Regions from separate parts of the Mus musculus genome. Here region 2 is linked to region 1. The links are chromatin contacts, called in public promoter capture Hi-C maps. All regions are on one chromosome and are shown on one strand. Each heading gives the region's core, a stretch centred on a gene start, on an enhancer-like site or on the middle of the called end of the contact. The rest is flanking DNA. Distances are from core to core; before and after follow the strand shown. Region 1 holds the start of Mfsd13a (major facilitator superfamily domain containing 13a). Region 2 holds the start of Ina (internexin neuronal intermediate filament protein, alpha).

Region 1 (5,251 bases), core at 1,241-3,740:
ACGCGCTGCCTTCCAACCCGAAGTCTGGCTGTGACTGTGTGCTGGCTCTGAGACCTTCAGGACAGGCCTGGCTTCCACATCCACGGCTGTGAACCCTTCACAGTGCATTTCCTATTCCCATCTACAGTCTATAGACGCAAGCAAAGCCCGGAGATCAGGTAAATAACTGGCCCACAGTCGCAAGCTATGAGGTGCTGGAACCAAGAAGTTCTTTTTTTTTTAAACAAATGTTCCCAACAGGTAGTAGCCTATGAAAAACCTCATGGGAATTTTTCTTTATGGTCATGTCCACAGCAAATGAGAAACTGCACTCTAAAAGCCTTGGTAATGACCATTAACCAAGACGTTCTAAACAGGTTCTGGCTACAAACCTTGGCACCTCTCATTTCACCATGCACCCACTTCCACAATCTTTTTGCTTTGAGACAGGGTCTCTCTGTGCAGTCCTAGCTGTCCTGGAACTCACTCTGTAGACCAGGCTGGCCTCAAACTCAGAAATCCGCCTGCCTCTGCCTCCCAAGTGCTGGGATCAAAGGCGTGCGCCACCACTGCCCGGCTCCACTTCCACAATCTTATGAAATCTTGCTCCCTCAAAGCCCTCGCCAGGGTCCTCATACCCCCCAGGTTCGCCCAATCAGGTATTGTCTACCTTTTCCAGTCCCCCTGCATCCTGGGAATGAGTGCTTTCTCTATTTCCCTCCAGCTCAAGAGCCCAAGAACAAGGCTAGGCCACTCCTCCTGCAGATCCCTCCCCCAAGCCTCTGCTCAACACCTGCTGAGTCCATTGTCCCCCAAGGCCAATGTGGGTGTCCTCTGCCTTACAAAGGGCAGTCACAGGAAAACAAACACCCACAGCCCACTCTAGGTGCTCTGATTGGCTGTGGGGTTTGGAGAAGCAGTAGCAACCTCGAACCCTATAGCAAACCTGTGCATTGAGGCTGCAGATGTACGAGGGCAGTGTTGGTAAAAGCCAGCAGTAAGTTACAACCCTTTCACCCAGGACACAGTACCAAGCTAAGAAAACAAGGGCAGAATGTGACCCAGGTAGTAGTAAAAGGGGCCAGACTAAAAAGGGAGTTTGTAAGCCTCCACCAAGCTTCTATCAAGATGGAAGACACCCGCTGAGGGTAGGAGACACAAAAGCATTTCTCTCTTGAGGAGCCCTTCGGAGATACTTCAAGATCCTTCTCCTAGCAGTCCACTCTCCAAGGTTTCTGGGAGATTAACAACAGGAAAGATTGGCCAACCGCAGCAACCTCTGGTGACAGAGTACAATTGAGGGAGGAAACCAAGGAGTAACCGGCTGGGCCCGGAAGGAAGACTATCAGGAGGAGGAGGGTAGGCGGTTCCCACTCCCTTCAGGAGGGAGCCTGTAGAGACCACAGAGGGGAAAAACTACTAAGTAATACTGTATGTATCAGCAGTGCTTGGGTCAAGGATGAACGCTATCCTCACGTAGCCACAAAACTTGTTCCCACGTCTGTGGAAAAAGCAAATCTGTTTGCTGCCTGTCCTGCCAGTATCGAATGAGCAGGTGGAATTTCAAGTCATAATAACAAAGCAAATACTAGGCGTGTCATTTTCTCAGCAAGCTGCTGACTGGATTGTTAGCTGTTTCACTCCCTGGTCAGTCTCCGCAGAATGAAGGAGCCCGCAGGAGAGTTGTTGAAGGAGCCCGACTCTCTCCCGCGAGTTAACAGGTTCACCCTCCTCGGATGGAAAATGGAGTTTTCACCCATTGCCAGAGGGACTTTCTCGGTCCTTCACAGGATTTTATGGTGGCACGAAAGTGTCAGAGCCGACTCACCTCAGAATCGCTGGCCACTTCTAAGTCTCTGAGGAATTAACTGGGAATCAACCCAGGAGCTTTCTACTCAGAAACACGTGTAGTGGTTTTCATTTCGTTTGCACATTACCTGAAGAGCTAGCTATTCTAGAACACCTAGGCTCGGACCTCGCTCAGACCTCTAAAATTGGGATCTCTGGAGGTGATGCCCAGCATCTTTTAAACTATCCAGTGGTTCTACTCTGCTACCAGGTTTAAGGGCCACTAGGTCAATGAGTGAATCCCGGCCTGAACCATTGCATCCATGAACTCAGATTCCTCAAGGAGCAACCTGGACGGTGCATCCCCTTTTCTTACCCCAACAGAGACCTTCAGCGGGGATTCTACACTTGCCCCTTGGTCCCAATTCCTCCTGACCCCAGAATTTTCCAATCCATAATCTGGCACCTTAAGGAACCGCGCAAAGTGTCCCAATGACTCAAACAGCGCAACGCATTCCCGCCCCACCCTCGGGCTGGTCCTTTGTATCAGATCAGCCCCGGGGTCCGGCCCGCTCCTCCGGGACCGGAGAGGTCCTGGGCCGTGGGCCAGCAGCTCACCGCAATCCTGGCAGACGATGCCTAATTCCGCGGCAGCGGGGGAGCCAGGTGCCAGCCAGTGCGCCTGCGCGCTAGCAGCCTTGGGCTTCCCCAGTCTCTCCCTCCGCCCCTTCCCAGCTATTGGCTCCGCACGGCTCTCCCGATAGCAGCTCGGGCAGGTGACCGCGCCTGAGGCTGTCGCTGCCATGTTTGTAATGGGCTATTTCCCTTAGGGACCCAAAAGAAAACGGGCATCAGGCAACAGGGGCAGGTTGCCTGGATTCCTGAAGTACTTATCTCCTCTCTCTTACCTCCACGAAAACTGTCATTTCAGCTCAAAGCAAGTTCCTCTTGGGGACTCTCCCTTCTCTTCCCCGATCCTAATTTCAGAAGATGAGAATTTAGCAGAGACTACCTACGGCTGGATTGTGAGCCTGCGAGTGCAAAGTCCAGCTTGAGCTGTGGGCATGAGGAATCAAAGGAATGGAGAGCCAGGGCAGGAGATGGTAGACACAGGCACTTGGCCATTAACCCACAACCCATGCTGCCCGACTTCTTTGTAGTGGTAGTAATAAGAATTAGAAGACGAAGCCGGGCGTGGTGGCGCATGCCTTTAATCCTAGCACTTGGGAGGCAGAGGCAGGCGGATTTCTGAGTTGGAGGCCATCTTGTCTACAGAGTGAGTTCCAGGACAGCCAGGGCTACACAAAGAAACCCTGTCTCGAAAAACCTAAAAAAAAAAAAAAAAAAAAAAAAAAAAACAAGAATTAGAAGAGGAAGTAATGCCTGATTGTGCCTTTCTGAAATTCCTGTTGTTGTTGTTGTTGTTGTTGTTGTTGTTGTTGTTGTTGTGGTGGTGGTGGTGGTGTTGTTTTACGAGACAGGGTTTCTCCATGTGGCTCTAGCTCTTCTGGAACTCACTATGTAGACCAGGCTGGCCTCGAACTCCCAAAGATCTGATAATTTCCACCTTCTGAGTGCCGAGGTTAAAGGCATAGTCTGTAATTCTTGCTACATAGAAGGCTAGCCTGTGCTGAATACAGAGTGAATTAAGGGCAATCCGGGCACTTTAAACCCTATCTCAAACTAAAAACAAAAACAGGGCTGGCGATACACACACATAAAAGAACTGCTCAGCCACCTACTATTATGTACTTTGCAGGATAGGTGCACCGTTCCAAATGCCTCTTCCTCAAATTATACATGGGAAGTAGATGCTATTATTTCCACTTACAGATGAAAATAACCACTGGGTGCTGGTGGCGGCTGCACATACCTTTAGTCTTGGCACTGGGAAGGCAGAGACAGGTGAATTTCTGCTTTCAAGGCCAGCCTGATCTACAAAGCAAGTCCCAGGAAAGGTAGGGCATACAGAGAAATCCCATCTCAAAAACCAACCAACCAAACAACCAACCAAGCAAAAACCCTGAAGTTCAGAGAAACAGTCAATGAATTGTTTCTGTTTTTCGAGACAGTGTTTCTCTCTTTAACAGCACTAGCTGCCCTAGAACTCATTTTCTAGTCCAGATTGGTCTTGAACTCACAGAGATCTTCATGCCTCTGCCTCCTAAGGGCTGGGATTAAAGATGTGCACCACCGTGCCCAGCCTTCAACAAATTTCATACAACCAGATGCCCAACCAGGTTAGACCAGACTTCTCTGGAGTCTCAGAGGAGTCCTTCCTCTTCCACACTTACTAGACCTTTAAAATCAAGTCTGTATGGCTCAGTCCAGTTTCTAAGCAATCAAATAGGACCCGCTGCTATCTGTTTGGTTTCCCTACTGTGTTGGTTTGTATATGCTCGGCCCAGGGAGTGGCACTATTAGAAGGTGTGGCCCTGTTGGAGCAGGTGTGTCACTATGGATGTGGGCTGTAAGACCCTCTTCCTAGCTGCCTGGAAGTCAATATTCTGCTAGCAGCCTTCAGATGAAGGTGAAGAACTCTCAGCTCCTCCTGCACCATGCCTGCCTGGTGATAATGGAATGAACTTCTGAACCTGTAACCCAGCCCCAATTAAATGATGTCCTTTTAAGAGTTGCCTTGGTCATGGTATCTGTTCACAGCAGTAAAACCCTAAAACACCTACCCTGAGATATAAGGCAAGGAGTGCCTCTTTTGACTTTTCTGCCAAGGGACCTTCTTTTTGTTGAAACTGCTCCATTGCTTATGGGGATTTTGTAGGCATACAGGGAGAACTAGAGCTGAACATGACGAAGCCCATCTGTAGTCCAGGCACTTGGGAGCTGAAGGCAGTGTAAAAGAAAGAAAGAAAGAAAGAAAGAAAGAAAGAAAGAAAGAAAGAAGAGAGAGAGAGAGAGAGAGAGAGAGAGAGAGAGAGAGAGAGAGAGAGAGAGAAAGAAAGAAAGAAAGAAAGAAAGAAAGAAAGAAAGAAAAGAAAGCAGGGGACTAGAAATGTAGGTAGGTTTGGAAGGGTTCTCACTGAGCATACCTGAGCCTCAGGGTCAATCCCTATGTTGGGTAAAGTGCCTATGGTTGTGGCTGTCCCTGTAGTCACAGCGCTTGGTGGACCGAAGCATCAGGATCAGCTCAAGGCCATCATTGGCTACAGAGTTTCAGGAGCTCGGGAGACTGTTTCCAAGCCGCTGGGGAACGTGCTAGAGGTTAGGCACTACTGACCCTTATGCCTTTTTGTTGCTGGCAACTTTTTGTGCAGCAGAAACATTGTCCCCTTTTTACTTTGCAACAACATAGCAATGGGTTCATCACAGCAAACCGTTGGTCCCATAGGACCCTGTTCAACCCAGTCCTAGAGAGCCTTCGGGGATCCCACAGCACTGTCCCAGACACCCACATTATCCTAGCTTTTCCCCTTCCTCTCCTCCTTCAAGCCCTCCTCTACCCTTCTATGGCCCCTGTTCTGGAATA
Region 2 (5,087 bases), core at 342-2,841, 660 kb before region 1:
GTCTGTACTCTTGGTGACAGGAAGGCATGGTTACTTTTTTTTTTTTTTTTGACTCCTAGAAAGATTAAAGACTCCTTTGTTAGAAGAGTTCAGACAAGCGACTGGGGGTGGGGTTGTGGCTCCGTGTTACTGCATATGCCTAGTATATGCATGAAGACTTGGGCTCTGTGCCTCAAACTCCCCCACCCTCCAAAATAGAGGGCGAAGACATCAAGGGCTTGAAGAGCTAGCTTCCAGGCACATACAGTCCACATTTGCGGCTGCATGCGTGAGACTTCGTGGTTTTTTTTTTAATTTGTTTGTTTGTTTGTTGACTGACGCCTCTAGTCAACGCTCCCCTCTCTCCCCTTTCCCTCCCGTGGTTTCCTAGGGCACCAGTTTACAGGGAGTGAAGCTATCTCTGTACGGAAAAGGACAGGGCACTCTTTCCTATGCAGCATCCCAGCCCTTACCTGGTAGCCGGCCACCTCAGCGCTGTGCCGCTCCTCCAGTTCCAAGATCTGCCTCTCCAGGGACTCATTGGCTCCGCGCAGACCCTCTATCTCAATGGTACGTGCCTGGAGCTGGCGCCGGTACTCGTGGATCTCCTCTCGGCTGGCTCGGATGGCTTCGGTGCTGCGCGCAGCCTGCTCGTTTAGGTTGGCGAACTTGGACTTGTACCACTCCTCGGCGGACTGCAGGTTCTTAGCGGCCAGGGACTCATACTGCGCGCGGATCTCCCTCAGCGCCGAAGTCAGGTCTGGTTTAGCCACGGCCACGTCCACCTCGGCGGCGGCTTGCGAAGACGCCTGCAACGTGGCCAGGAGCTCGGCCACCTCCTCGTCGTGGACCTGGCGCACGAAAGCCAGCTCGTCCAGCAGCGACTCCACCTTCTTCTCCAGATCCAGGCGGGCCAGGGTGGCGCCGTCCACGTCGCGCTGCTGCGCCTTCAGGGCGCGCTCGGCGCCTTCGCGCCCGCGGCTCTCCTCCTCGCAGCGCGCCCGCAGTCGCTGCACCTCCTCGGCCAGCCCATCGCGCTCCAGCAGGGCCTGCGCGCGCGCCGAGCTCGCCTCCTCCAGCTGCGCGCGCAGCTCGCGCAGCTCGCGCTGGAAGAGCTCGCCGACGCGCGACGGCTCGGCGTGGCGCTGGCGCAGCGCGGCCAGCTCGGCCTCGAGCGCACGGTTCTGCGTCTCCAGCTGGTGCACCTTCTCGATGAACACGGCGAAGCGGTCGTTGAGGCCCTGCAGCTGCTCCTTCTCGTTAGTGCGGATGATCTTGTACTCGTTGGTGCGCGCCGCCGCCTGGCTCAGGTCCAGCCCGTCGGAGGCCGGCAGGCGGCGGTAGGCCAGGCCCAGGCCGAGGGACGAGGCCGAGGAGCAGGCGGCCGTGGAGGCCACATTGCTGCGGGACAGCGACTGCGAGCGGAAGCTGCCCGAGCCTCCCGGCCCGGACAGGCGCGCGGAGAGGCGCGAGCTGTCCCCGAACACCTTGCGGTAGGAGGAGGCGGAGCACAAATAGTGCTCCGATCCGAAGCTCATGGTGCCGGGGTCGGGGCCGGGTGCGCGGCTGCGGCGGGACCTGGCGAGGACGCGAAGGTGCGGCAAGGCTGGGTGCGGCGGGGCGGTGTGCGGGGCTTTTAAGGCGCGGGGTTGGGGCGACGCGCTAGGGGTGGAGCTTCATCTTCAGATCGAGCGGGGAGAGGAAGGGGGGCCTGCGGGGGCGGGGGAGCGCAGTGCCACCGCAGCTGCGCGCCACCGTCCTGGGCCGTCCCTGTCCGCTGCGCCTGTACCCCAAGAATCTGCCTTGGGAATGACCGGAGGGGAGGGAGTGCCCAAACAACCTTGGCTTCCCGGCCGAGCGCTCTCAGCTCTTTGATGGCGTTAGAGCCTGTCCTTTTTTTTCTGCTCTTATCCCCCACGGAGAGGAGGTTTTTCTGAAAGGTGTCCTCTATTCTCATCCGCATCCCAGAGTTCCCAAGGGTAAGGCCCTGTTCCTCTCCACTCTTTACAGGGGGAGCGGGCAACCCCCTCTTTATCTCCTGGCTTAGGCGGCTCCTGGTTCTCTTCGGAGAAAGTGGGACCACTTCAGAGAGCATCCCTCAGTTCCGCCACCACAGGAGATAGGATTCGCAGAAAGAGTGAGATTCTCGGGGACATTGGTGACGAACAAGAGGCTGATTTTTTTTTTCCCCAAGGGTGCAAAGGGTTACCGGGAGGAAAGCGGTCTGTCCTGGAAAGGACAAAGCGTTGAGAATTAGCAGGATTCACCTCTAGACCTCCAGTCACCGTGCGTGCCAGGACCGCAGGCTGCTAGAAAGGCTGCAGGCTTTGGTTTAAACAAACAAAAAGCCCCAAACCAACAACAAAACACATTAGATTTTAAAACGTTTCAAAACTGGATTTCTAGTCAGGAGGTTTCATCTAAACAGAAACTGGATTGATTTTGATCTTTTAATGCCCAGCCCCTGCTACTCTTGAAAGCAGAAGGTTTAGGATGACTGCGGTGGGCGAGTGCCTTTGTTTAAGTGCGTTGTTCCTCAGGGCTCCCAGCACTTCAGAGTCACCCCTCTTACCCCGGTTTTTGTTTTTTTGTTTTTGTTTTTATCTGTCTGGCCCTGCAAGCGTTTGACAATCCATTCTGAATTGGACGGGAGCACCATTTTCTGTGGGGATTAGTCTTTGGACCAAAGACTCATTTCCAGGAGTGAGGCAGAGGAGCAGGGCTGACAGAATTGGCCGTCCTCGCCACACCCGGTTAGGATGGAGTGGGAGCCTGAACGATAGATGGATCTAGTTTACCTTCTATCCTGTGGCACAACTCCAGGAAATGTGAAGCCCTTTGCTTTCTAGTTCCGAATTCCAAACTTACATTTGTTTGTTTTGAAACAAGGCTCCCATTCTGTGCCCCTAGTAGCTAAGTTGGTTTTGCTCTCAGTCTAAGCTGGCCTTGAGCTCCTGGCAATCCTCCTGCCTCTGCCTCCCACATGCAGCAGTCACCAGTGTGGCCCACCATAGCTGGCCCTTATCACCTTTTATGATCTTGGGGTTCTAGAACAAGTTTTGTTTCACTTCATGAAGGGATGTATTACTTGGACAGGACTCTGAAAGTAAGAGAAAAGTCATTTTATGGAACATATCCCCTGGCTTTGTGTCACAGCTGCCCTGTCTCCTTACCATTTACCAAAAACCCGAGCTAAAAACCATGCTGGTTTTTTTCGGGCTCTGTAAGACTCGGATGCTGGAAGACACCAGTGGTGGTGAGGAATTACTGCCTGGCAGTCATGGTGGAGTGCTTGAGTGTGGTTTTGTCTTTCTTCTGGCCGGTTTTCAAGATGGCTGTCATTCCTGGCCCAAGGCCACCAGGAAGCAACGGCATACATTCTTTCCAACACGGAATTTCTCTTAGTTTCACGAGACTCTTGTCATCTTTTGTAGCCAGAATAGGGCTCAGTAGGCTTCAGAGAATTTTGGTCAATAGCAGATGACCGGGGTTATATTTGAAGATCATTGAACTGAGAGGTGATGGGTGTGCATCTCGACCCTCCCTTGCTTACCGTGTAAGAGTGACAGCACCACAGCGCCTCTCGTGGTGGCGGAAGGCCGAGATGGCGCACCTGATTGTGCTGTTCATTCTGCTTCTGGATAAGGATATCTCTGCCATCTCTGGAACTCATACACATTTGCCTCCCAAGTGCTGGGGTTAAAGGAGTGTGAAACCATACCTGGCTGAAATACAATTTTTTTTTGTTTTTTTTTTTGTTTTTGAGGCAGGGTTTCTCTGTGGAGCCCTGGCTGTCCTGGATGGAACTCACTCTGTAGACCAGGCTGGCCTCGAACTAAGAAATCTGCCTGCCTCTGCCTCCTGAGTGCTGGGATTAAAGGTGTGTGCCACCATGCCCAGTGTGAAGATCTATGTATTTATTATATGTAAGTACACCGTAGCTGTCTTCAGACACTCCAGAAGAGGGAGTCGGATCTCCTTACGGATGGGGTTGTGAGCCACCATGTGGTTGCTGGGATTTGAACTCAGGAACTTCGGAAGAGCAGTCGGGTGCTCTTACCTACTGAGCCGTTTTGGCCTTTGAACTACTGATCCTCCTGCTTCCTGGAAAGTGCTGGAGTCACGGGGGTATGCCTCCATCCCCAGTTTATACAGCTGGGGCACCCGAGGCCTCAAGCAGGCTGAACAGACATTCTACCAACACAGATACACTCCCAGCCTCTTTAAAGAAAATTTTAAACATAACATACAAGTAACGGGGTTCATTATGGTGTTTCCTCCACCCCACACTAATTCTTTTAGATAGTGTGTTGCTATGTATCCTAGACTAGCCTTGAGCTCTCTGTATTCCTTCTGCCTCAGCCTCTAATTTTCTTTTTAATTTCTATGTATTTGGGTGTGTATGTGTATATACATGTGTGTATGCATGTACCATGGCACATCCATGAAGGTTGGAGGACAACTTTGAGAAGCTGGTGTCTCCTGCCCCTTGCTAAGGCAGGATCTCTCTCTTCCTATTGCTTAAGTCAGGCTGCTAGTCCACAAACTTCAGAGTAATTCTCCTGTCTCCCAACTCCTGTAAGAGTGGTGGAATTACAGGTGTGTATGTGTCTGAGTGTGTGTGTGTATGTTAATGTGTGTGTCAGCGTGTGTGAGTGTGGGGTGTATATGTGTGTGTGTGTGAGTGTGGGGTGTGTGTGTGTGTGTGAGTGTGGGGTGTATGTGTGTGTGTGAGTGTGGGGTGTGTGTGTGTGTGAGTGTGGGGTGTATGTGTGTGTGTGTGTGTGAGTGTGGGGTGTGTGAGAGTGTGTGTGTGAGGGTGGGGTATGTGTGTGTGAGTGTGGGGGGGGTGTGTGTGTTTGAGACAAAGTCTTATCATGCTATCCTGGTTAGCCCAGAATTCACTATGTAGATCAGGCAGCCCTCAAACTCACAGAGATCTCGTTTCTGGCTCAGAGCGCTGGGATTACAGGTGTGTGACACACCTAGCCCAGCTGCATCCAGTTTTTAGTGTGGTTCCAGGGATTGAAGCTGGGTTTTAGACTTGCAAGGCTAACCACTTTACCAACTAAGCCATCTCCGTGGCCTTTCCTCGGGACACTTTAACA

The links. Promoter capture Hi-C pulls out the DNA fragments that hold promoters and counts their contacts.
Region 2: a contact with region 1 is called in a promoter capture Hi-C map of neutrophils, with 4 times the contacts expected there. The contact joins the promoter of Ina here to the promoter of Mfsd13a in region 1. A contact is called at or near these places in 5 of 39 promoter capture datasets (liver, neutrophils, pre-B cells and 1 more), 1 of 484 Hi-C or Micro-C datasets (embryonic stem cells) and 1 of 115 datasets of contacts at active chromatin or transcription factors (embryonic stem cells).

What each region holds. Positions count from the first base shown.
Region 1 is chr19:46,354,119-46,359,369 of GRCm38.p6, reverse strand. Mfsd13a (major facilitator superfamily domain containing 13a) reads right to left here and starts at 2,490. Exons shown (of 9, transcript NM_029186.2): 1 at 2,386-2,490. It also overlaps the pseudogene Gm24610.
Region 2 is chr19:47,011,185-47,016,271 of GRCm38.p6, reverse strand. It overlaps Ina (internexin neuronal intermediate filament protein, alpha), which reads right to left and starts at 1,591. Exons shown (of 3, transcript NM_146100.5): 1 at 453-1,591. The coding sequence starts at 1,517. It also overlaps a transcript of Nt5c2 not described here.